Regions from separate parts of the Mus musculus genome. Here region 2 is linked to region 1. The links are chromatin contacts, called in public HiChIP or PLAC-seq maps. All regions are on one chromosome and are shown on one strand. Each heading gives the region's core, a stretch centred on a gene start, on an enhancer-like site or on the middle of the called end of the contact. The rest is flanking DNA. Distances are from core to core; before and after follow the strand shown. Region 1 overlaps Slco3a1 (solute carrier organic anion transporter family, member 3a1). Region 2 has its middle 68 kb from the start of Gm30459.

Region 1 (3,843 bases), core at 584-3,083:
GCCATTGACATAAAGTAATAAATAAAGTAAAGTTCTACAGTTCCCTAAAGGAAACATTGGAATGTTCAAGGAATACAATTTGGATTGGTTGGGCATACATGTCTACTGTGTGGATGACTGCATCTTTGCAAAGAGACATTCAGACATAGCAAGGAAGTGGGTGATAGAGAAGAGAGAAGACTGGAGAGGTCGAGGTATAGATTCTTGCAAAAGCAGTTTCCTTCCACCAGAATATCAAAGACTGGCTTCACCACAGCCCATTTTGCTGCACCTGGCTGATGAATACAGGCCTATTATCTTTCCTTAACTGTAGCACAAGTATTGTTCTCAAATAAAAGACTATTTAAGATCTCCTTCCATAACAGGTGTGTTTTTTCATCTAGTTTACTTCTATTCTATTTGCTTTTTCTAAGAACAACATTGACTTTCTTTGTGTTCTTTTCACCCCTCAAAAGCATTCTGTAAGAAGAGATGGTATGAAGGGTTTTCTGTGTAGAAAGCAATGCTGTTTGGTGGTATTGTCTCTGTGACTTGGGTTAACCATCCTCCATTGCTAACGAGTATTGGAAGAATAGTATAGACACTTGCTGGAGTCTGTCTGTCCAGCATCTCGTTTTCATACTGAAGAATAGCCTTCCTATATCAGGTGGTTTTTGTGAGCTACAGGAATGGCCATATGGTCTAGGGATAGCCAATTATGACATAGAGAAAAGCCATGGTCTACAGTGATTGGCCCAATGAGTAGGTCAATCAGAAACTACTCTGGATTCAGACAAACACCAGTCACCTTCTTTCTAGAACATTCTGGGTAAGAACCCAGAATGCACAAGGAGTCCGATGTCCATCTTGGCTGCCACACACAGAGGAAATGACTACAGTGACAGAGAGAGTCAACCTGGAGAATCAGAGGGCAGGAGGCTGTTCCAGGCTGTGCTTGAAGCTGGTGTCCAACCCTCGAAATCCTGCTTATTTGGTTATGTAAATTATCCTTCTCAGCACTTGCAGTTATAGGCAAGATCCCACCTCTTTTAGACCCAAACACTTTTATGTCATGTAGGACTTGGGTTGCATTGCTTCCCTCTTGAGAGTCAACCAGACACCTTGAAAGATGAATATAATGGTTAGTTTTATTAATGCTGTGACCATAGGCCAGAGAAAACCAACTTACAGGAGGAAGGTTGTCTCTTGGCTCAGAGATTTTAGTTTATGGTCTTTGGCTCTAGGTTCTGGCTCATGATGAATCAGGACATTATGGCATAGAAAGAGGGGGCTCTTTACACCAAAGAGGGCAAGGAACAGAGAATGCAACAAGAACTGGAAAACAGGCTTAGCCTTCAGCTGCCCCAGTGATCTTGTTGGTCCAACTCAGCCTTACCTTCTAAGGTTCAGGACTTCCCCTTGTCAAGTGTCATCTACTAGGGACTACATCCTGTGGGTGAGACTAGGCATGGTACTTTATATTCAAACCTTAACTAGCGCTGAACTCCTGGGATGTGGTTGGCCTCTGAAGGAAGTGCTGGCTTTTTCACAGCACCAAGATATGCATCATCATACTCTGCAGAGCTCCTGACTCAACACATAAAAGAACAAGTGCGAGGCTGAAGGTTTTGGCTTAGTGCTTGCTTTTATCATTTCATAGTCATTTAAGTTGCAGGTTAGGGACCAGAGGTCAAGAGGGATGCCCCACCCCTTGTCTCTATCCCTCCAAACTCAAGCATGCAAAAATAACCCATTGTCAGGCTTTTGACAAGAGCAGTATGTGTTTAATAGCAAATCACTTCTGTAGGCAGAGAGCGGTGAGTACATACAGCTTAGTCAATGGCCCCGTTTATTGAATGGGAAACATAACCAACCCTGTTCTCTTTAATGCTTGCAGTTGCCAAAGCTGCCTTAACTCCCTCTAATGACTTCATATTGTCAGAAATGAATCAGCTAAATGAATATCTTCCATCCAGCTCAGCGATGCCATTTCACTTCTGCCAAGTGGTATGTGTATATGAATGCGGTCGGTGTGTGTGTGTGTGTGTGTGTGTGTGTGTGTGTGTGTGAGAGAGAGAGAGAGAGAGAGAGAGAGAGAGAGAGAGAGAGCACTTGCGCCGGCAAGCTTATTTTAGTCCACACCACAGATGCAGTCTGCAGATATCAAAGTCTTAGTTAGTTAATGGACACTCATAAAAACTTAAGTATCATCTTTATAGTTGGAATCCTGCAATTTGCCTTACAAATGCCAGGACTCAATGAGGTTACTTTACAGGGCTTCTTCAAGCTGAAGGTTCTGTGATGTGCTTAGTGTAGCTAGGGTGATTCTTGCCCTTCTAAATTTATATAGAGACTGAGATGTATGTATGCTCTTTAAAGCAAAACTAATACCTGCATCTTAGCTAGGCTTATGACCCCCAAATGATTAAAGTCCCAAAATGTGCTTAGGTTGGGTTGACCTTGGTGTTAGACAATATGGAGTGGACTAGATATGTGCTGATTCTAGTATTAGAATACTTCTGTATTAGTCAGGGTTCTCTAGAATCACAGAACTTATGGATAGTCTCTAGATAGTAAAGGAATTTATTGATGACTTACAGTCGGCAGCCCAATTCCCAACAATGATTCAGTCGTAGCTGTGAATGGAAGTCCAAGGATCTAGCAGTTACTCAGTCTCACGCAGCAAGCAGGCGAAGGAGCAAGAACACAATCTAGATATGACTAGATTGTGCTGAGATGGGCTGACTATTACTCAGTTTGGGGGTCTCAATTTGAACGGCTCCCTGGAGAGTTGCTGTCCTAACAACTTAGGTGAAATGGATGGGAAATCAGAATGTGTTCCCAGTGGACTTGGTGACACCTGTCTGCTCTCTTCCTGTGCCCCCCTCATCTCACCACTTCTTGCAAGAAATTCTTGTAGAGCTGAAATTTTCCATCCCTTCTTTTAGCCTAGCTATGGATATTTTGGGTAATATTCAGCAATTCTCTGTGCTGGTTTGAACTAGTACACAGATAAGATCAAAACTCTGTTAATGCTGTTTTAAGGGGAAAACATTTTAAAAATGCATTGGAATCATTAATAGAATTTGAACTCTGGGAGTCAAAAGTTTCCATGTGTTCTTACTAAAAGATATTCTCTTGAGACTTTGCAAATCAAAGACCGAGTCATGAGGGACCCAAGTAGTCATCTGGGGAAACAATTGAACTGGACTGACATTTTGGCAAAATTTTAGTGAGAATAGTTGCTCCATTCAAGAAAATTCCTCTGCAGATAAAAATGGTTTTATACCATAGTATCCTATTTCAGAAGTCTCTCTGTGTGTGTGTGTGTGTGTGTGTGTATGTGTGTGTGTGTGTGTGTGTGTGTGTGTGTGTGTGTGTGTGTGTGTGTAAGAGAGAGAAGGAGAGAGACAGAGACAGAGACAGAAAAAATATATGTGTGAGTTTGGTTCTTTCTGGCTTATCTCCAAAGAGAGCTGCCAATCCATCTCTCTGATGCTCTGAGAATACAATATGCATGGCTGTGGTTTCTCCCTGCTTCCCTTTCTAGACAAGACTTCGCTTCCCTATGAAAGGTTCACATTTGCCCACCTGCTTTATAGGTTGCTAATGGAGTTTACAAAGGGAATTTGAATTCCCAGTAAGAAGTCTCATTAGCACAGTGAGGATCTAATAGGTTCAGGAGTTGTGTATGGATGCTAAGAACCTTTTGCAACCAGGCAGCATTTATTATTATCTTGCCATCATTTTCCCCACCCTGGCTTTGTCTGTAGTCATCCATATCATGGGGGCAATGACACCTGCCTTCATCTAGGTGACTCTACCACATCAGTCCAAATATACATGAATACCTGTGATCCTGGT
Region 2 (3,843 bases), core at 528-3,027, 200 kb before region 1:
AAACATGGCTCTGCAGGCATGTTTTTCAGCAAAATCAGCTTTGCACATGGCAGAGTCATTGTCACTGATGACCACAGTGACTTCTTCCATTGAAATCAGCATAGGACCAGGCAATGGAGCAGCAAAAGGACATGCAGTGAAGATAGTTGGCAGTGAATAAGTCACTTTTTTGTTCTTTAAAGATATATTTATTTATTTTATAAATATGTATGTGCCTGGTACAACCACTCTGGAAATCAATTTGGCAGTGCCTCAGAAAATTGGACATAGTACTACCAGAAGATCCAGCAATATCACTCCTGGGCATATACCCAGAAGATGATCCAACTGTTAAGAAGGACACATGCTCCACTATGTTCATAGCAGTCTTATTTATAATAGCCAGAAGCTGGAAAGAACCCAGATGTCCCTCAACAGAGGAATGGATACAGAAAATATGGTACATTTACACAATGGAGTACTATGCAGCTATTAAAACCAATTAATTTATGAAATTCTTAGACAAATGGGATGGATCTAGAGGATATCATCCTAAGTGAGGTAACCCAATCACAAAAGAACACACATGATATGCACTCACTGATAAGTGGATACCCAAGATACAATTTGCAAAACACATGAAACTCAAGAAGAAGGAAGTCCAAACTGTGGATACTTCGATCCTTCTTAGAAGGGGGAACAAAATACCCATGTAAGGAGTTACAGAGATAAAGTTTGGAGCAGAGACTGAAGGCATGACCATCCAGAGACTGCCCCACCTGGGGATCCATCCTATAAACAATCACCAAACTCAGACACTATTGCAGATGCCAACAAGAGCTTGCTGAAAGGAGCCTGATGTAGCTGTCTCCTGAGAGGCTCTGCCAGTGCCTGGCAAATACACAGTTATCCACTGGACAGAGCACAGGGTCCCCAGTGAAGGTGCTAGAGAAAGAACCCAAGGAGCTGAAGGGGTTTGCAGCCCCAAAGGAGAAACAACAATATGAACTAACCAGTACCCCCAGAACTCCCTGAGACTAAACCACCAATCAAAGAAATCACATGGTGGGACTCAGGGCTCCAGCTGCATAAGTAGCAGAAGATGGCCTAGTCATTCACCAATGGGAGGGGAGGCCCTTGGTCCTGTGAAAGTTCTATGCCCTAATATAGGGGAATGCCAGGGCCAGGAAGCAAAAGTGGGTGGGTTGGTGAGCAGGGGGACGGGGGAGGGGATAGGAAATATTCGGAGGGGAAACTAGGAAAGGGGATAACATTTGAAATGTAATAAAAGAAAATAATAAAAAAGAACAAAAAGTTAAAAAATATATTTATTTATTTTATTAATATGTGTGTGCCTGAGTATGTATATTTATATGTGTGTGTGTGTGTGTGTGTGCATGAGTGTGTGTGTGTGTGTGTGTGTGTGTGTGTGTGTGTGTATGTATGCATACTTGCCCTATATATGTAAGTGCCCTGAGTCTAGAAGAGAGCATTAGATCCTCTGAAACTCTAGTTATCACGCAGTTACATGATGTGGGTCCTGGAACTGAACCTGGGTCCACTATAAGAGCAGTAGATGCTCTTAACTGCTGAGCTGTCTCTGCAGCCCTCACCATTTCTTTCTTCATCCACCTTGATCCCCAAAGCACCTAAGCTTAGGATTGAGGAGTGGCTTCCTAGCATAATTTTCCATCACACTGTTCATTTTCAACCCTCCATTTGGCTCTAACACTGCCATTTGATTCTCTATATTAATCTCTCTGCCTGATCTGTAGCTTGGTTTCTTTTTCTTCCTGTTTGAGCTTGAAGAGAGTCATGGTCTCCTTCTGTCATAGACCCACAAATGACCTTGAAATGTTCAGCTCTCACCTAAACATCCATTGTTTCTGTCTGCTCCCCACACCACATTAGACATCAGCAAGTTATTTCTCCCATTATCAGTGAATGAGATCTCCTTCCCCTCCCTGTCCCTTGTCCCTTTCCCTCTCCCCCTCCCCCTCCCCCTTCCTCTCTTTCTTTCTCTTTCATTTTTTCACACAGCTCAGCCTCTGCACCTCGATAATCTTCCTCATCTTGAGGTTTCCCTTTTGCTTAAATTCATTATTCTGACAGTGTCTGTGCTCTTTTTCTAATCACTGTTGGCCGCACAGCTCCGATTTAAGAAGAGGGTCCACACTGATTGTTTCTGTCTGAGTTAGGGCCATGACTGCTGCCATCACGTTTTATAGGAACAGAAAATTTGGTCTCTAAGAAAGTGTACGCATACAATGCATCTTGCAAAGGGCAAACGTGCTAAGACAAGGCACCATTTAAGAACACAATTGGTGCTTTGGTAGGTGTTGTATGCAGCCCATTCTCTGGAGTTAATTAGCTCTTTATCTTCCTGGACTGACTATATTTCAGGTTCACCCAGTCTATATTTTTCTCAACCTTTGTTCCAGTTGTTCATTGCTTTGCTCTGTGTTATTTCATTGCTCCTGGCCAGTAATGTCAAGTCACAGAGTAAACTAGAAGAAAAAAACGATGGTGATTAGGATGGTTGCTATGGTAGCTTCCACTATTTTTGGAGCCTTCGAAGTATACAGTAGACCCTTTTCTAGTTTCTTTATATGTATTAATATGGAAGCTTCCCAGAAAAACCCAATGATAGGAGCATAGCTGGTATTCCAATATTACACTATAACAGAAGTACTGTGTTTAAATAGCTTATCCAAGTTGTACTGCTAAAGGGAAGTTGGATGTGAAAGAGGGGCACAAAGTTCCAAAAGAATTCACAGGTTTACGTGCATGAGATTGCTCTTGTCATATCAGAGGTCACAGCTCATACTGCAGCCTGTATCGGTGAGAGCAGATCCTAGCAAGAGTGACTGTGTCGAGTCTGGAGAGCAGCTGAAGAGATGGGAGAAAGTATAAAAGTCAAAAGGAACCAACTTTGTAGAGGAGAGAAAATATAACTGACGGTCAGCCAGGTGGGAACAACTGTTCTATACCTTGTCCCAAGAGGTAAAAGACTGGTCAGGATTGTCATAATTGTCATAATTTCCAATTGTGGTTTTATGACCTGTTATTTCTTCCTGTTTTCACAGAGCTCTCAGACTGGCAAGTGGCGACTGCAAGGCAAAGGAACAGACGCTCACAGTGAACTATGGAAGTGCATGTTGGTGCTAAATCATCCTAAACATTGTTCACAGCCTTGAGAGTCACAGAGTGAATGAGGGCTTCGGCAAGAGGGCTTGTTGTTACTTTTCTGCCATTTCAAATACTTAAAAGCCTGTCAGTAATAGGTTTCGAAAAGTGCGTATAAATAGTGGCCATTCTTAAATTGTCCCCCAATGTGGTTGTTCCAATAAAAAGGAGCACCATAGGCTTATAGGGAGTAGCTGTATTAGAAGGTGTGGCCTTGTTAGAGCAAGTCTGTTACTAGAGGTTGCCTTTGAATCCAAACCCAGGGTTTCTCTTTCTGCTGCCTGATGATTCATATGCAGAGCTCGAGGCTCCTTCTCTAGCATCACATCTGCCTGCATGCTGTTATGTTTTCCGCCATGGTGACTATGGACTAAACCTCTGAACTGCCTAAGTCAGCATTAGTTAACTGTCTTCTATAAGAATGCCCATGGCCATGGTGTCTCCTCCCAGCAATAAAATCCTAATTAAGACCCAACAAAGGTCCAGATGGTGAGTCCTACTCATCTCCAAACACCAGTTCATCTAATTCCTCTTAGGAAAGTCTGCTGTGCCCATGCTGAGTAGGGCACACCTTTCCCTGACCTCTGTGGCACTCTGTGCTTCCCTATGATAAGGGTGCCTGTTTATCCTGATTGGAGAATCAGAAGCAAATAGCAATAGCCAGACACTAGATTTTGC

What was found. HiChIP or PLAC-seq counts read pairs in DNA pulled down with a chosen protein or histone mark.
Region 2: a CTCF HiChIP or PLAC-seq map of CD8 T cells shows a contact between it and region 1, with 13 read pairs. The contact joins two enhancer-like sites. A contact is called at or near these places in 1 of 15 datasets of contacts at CTCF or cohesin (CD8 T cells), 3 of 484 Hi-C or Micro-C datasets (Th1 cells, conventional dendritic cells and macrophages), 4 of 115 datasets of contacts at active chromatin or transcription factors (CD8 T cells, effector CD8 T cells, memory CD8 T cells and 1 more) and 1 of 9 other capture datasets (adipose tissue).

The regions. Positions count from the first base shown.
Region 1 is chr7:74,493,326-74,497,168 of GRCm38.p6, reverse strand. The region is part of intron 2 of Slco3a1 (solute carrier organic anion transporter family, member 3a1); the gene reads left to right. Among named protein-coding and RNA genes, the nearest start is that of Slco3a1, 60 kb to the left of the region's middle. Within about 2 kb of position 1,833, at least 38 of the 459 cell types and tissues checked have an H3K27ac peak or open chromatin away from gene starts, as enhancers often do. A contact at or near this core is called in CD8 T cells, Th1 cells, effector CD8 T cells and 2 more, where this site is marked.
Region 2 is chr7:74,696,100-74,699,942 of GRCm38.p6, reverse strand. It overlaps the pseudogene Gm7726. Among named protein-coding and RNA genes, the nearest start is that of Gm30459, 68 kb to the left of the region's middle. Within about 2 kb of position 1,777, at least 26 of the 459 cell types and tissues checked have an H3K27ac peak or open chromatin away from gene starts, as enhancers often do. A contact at or near this core is called in CD8 T cells, Th1 cells, effector CD8 T cells and 2 more, where this site is marked.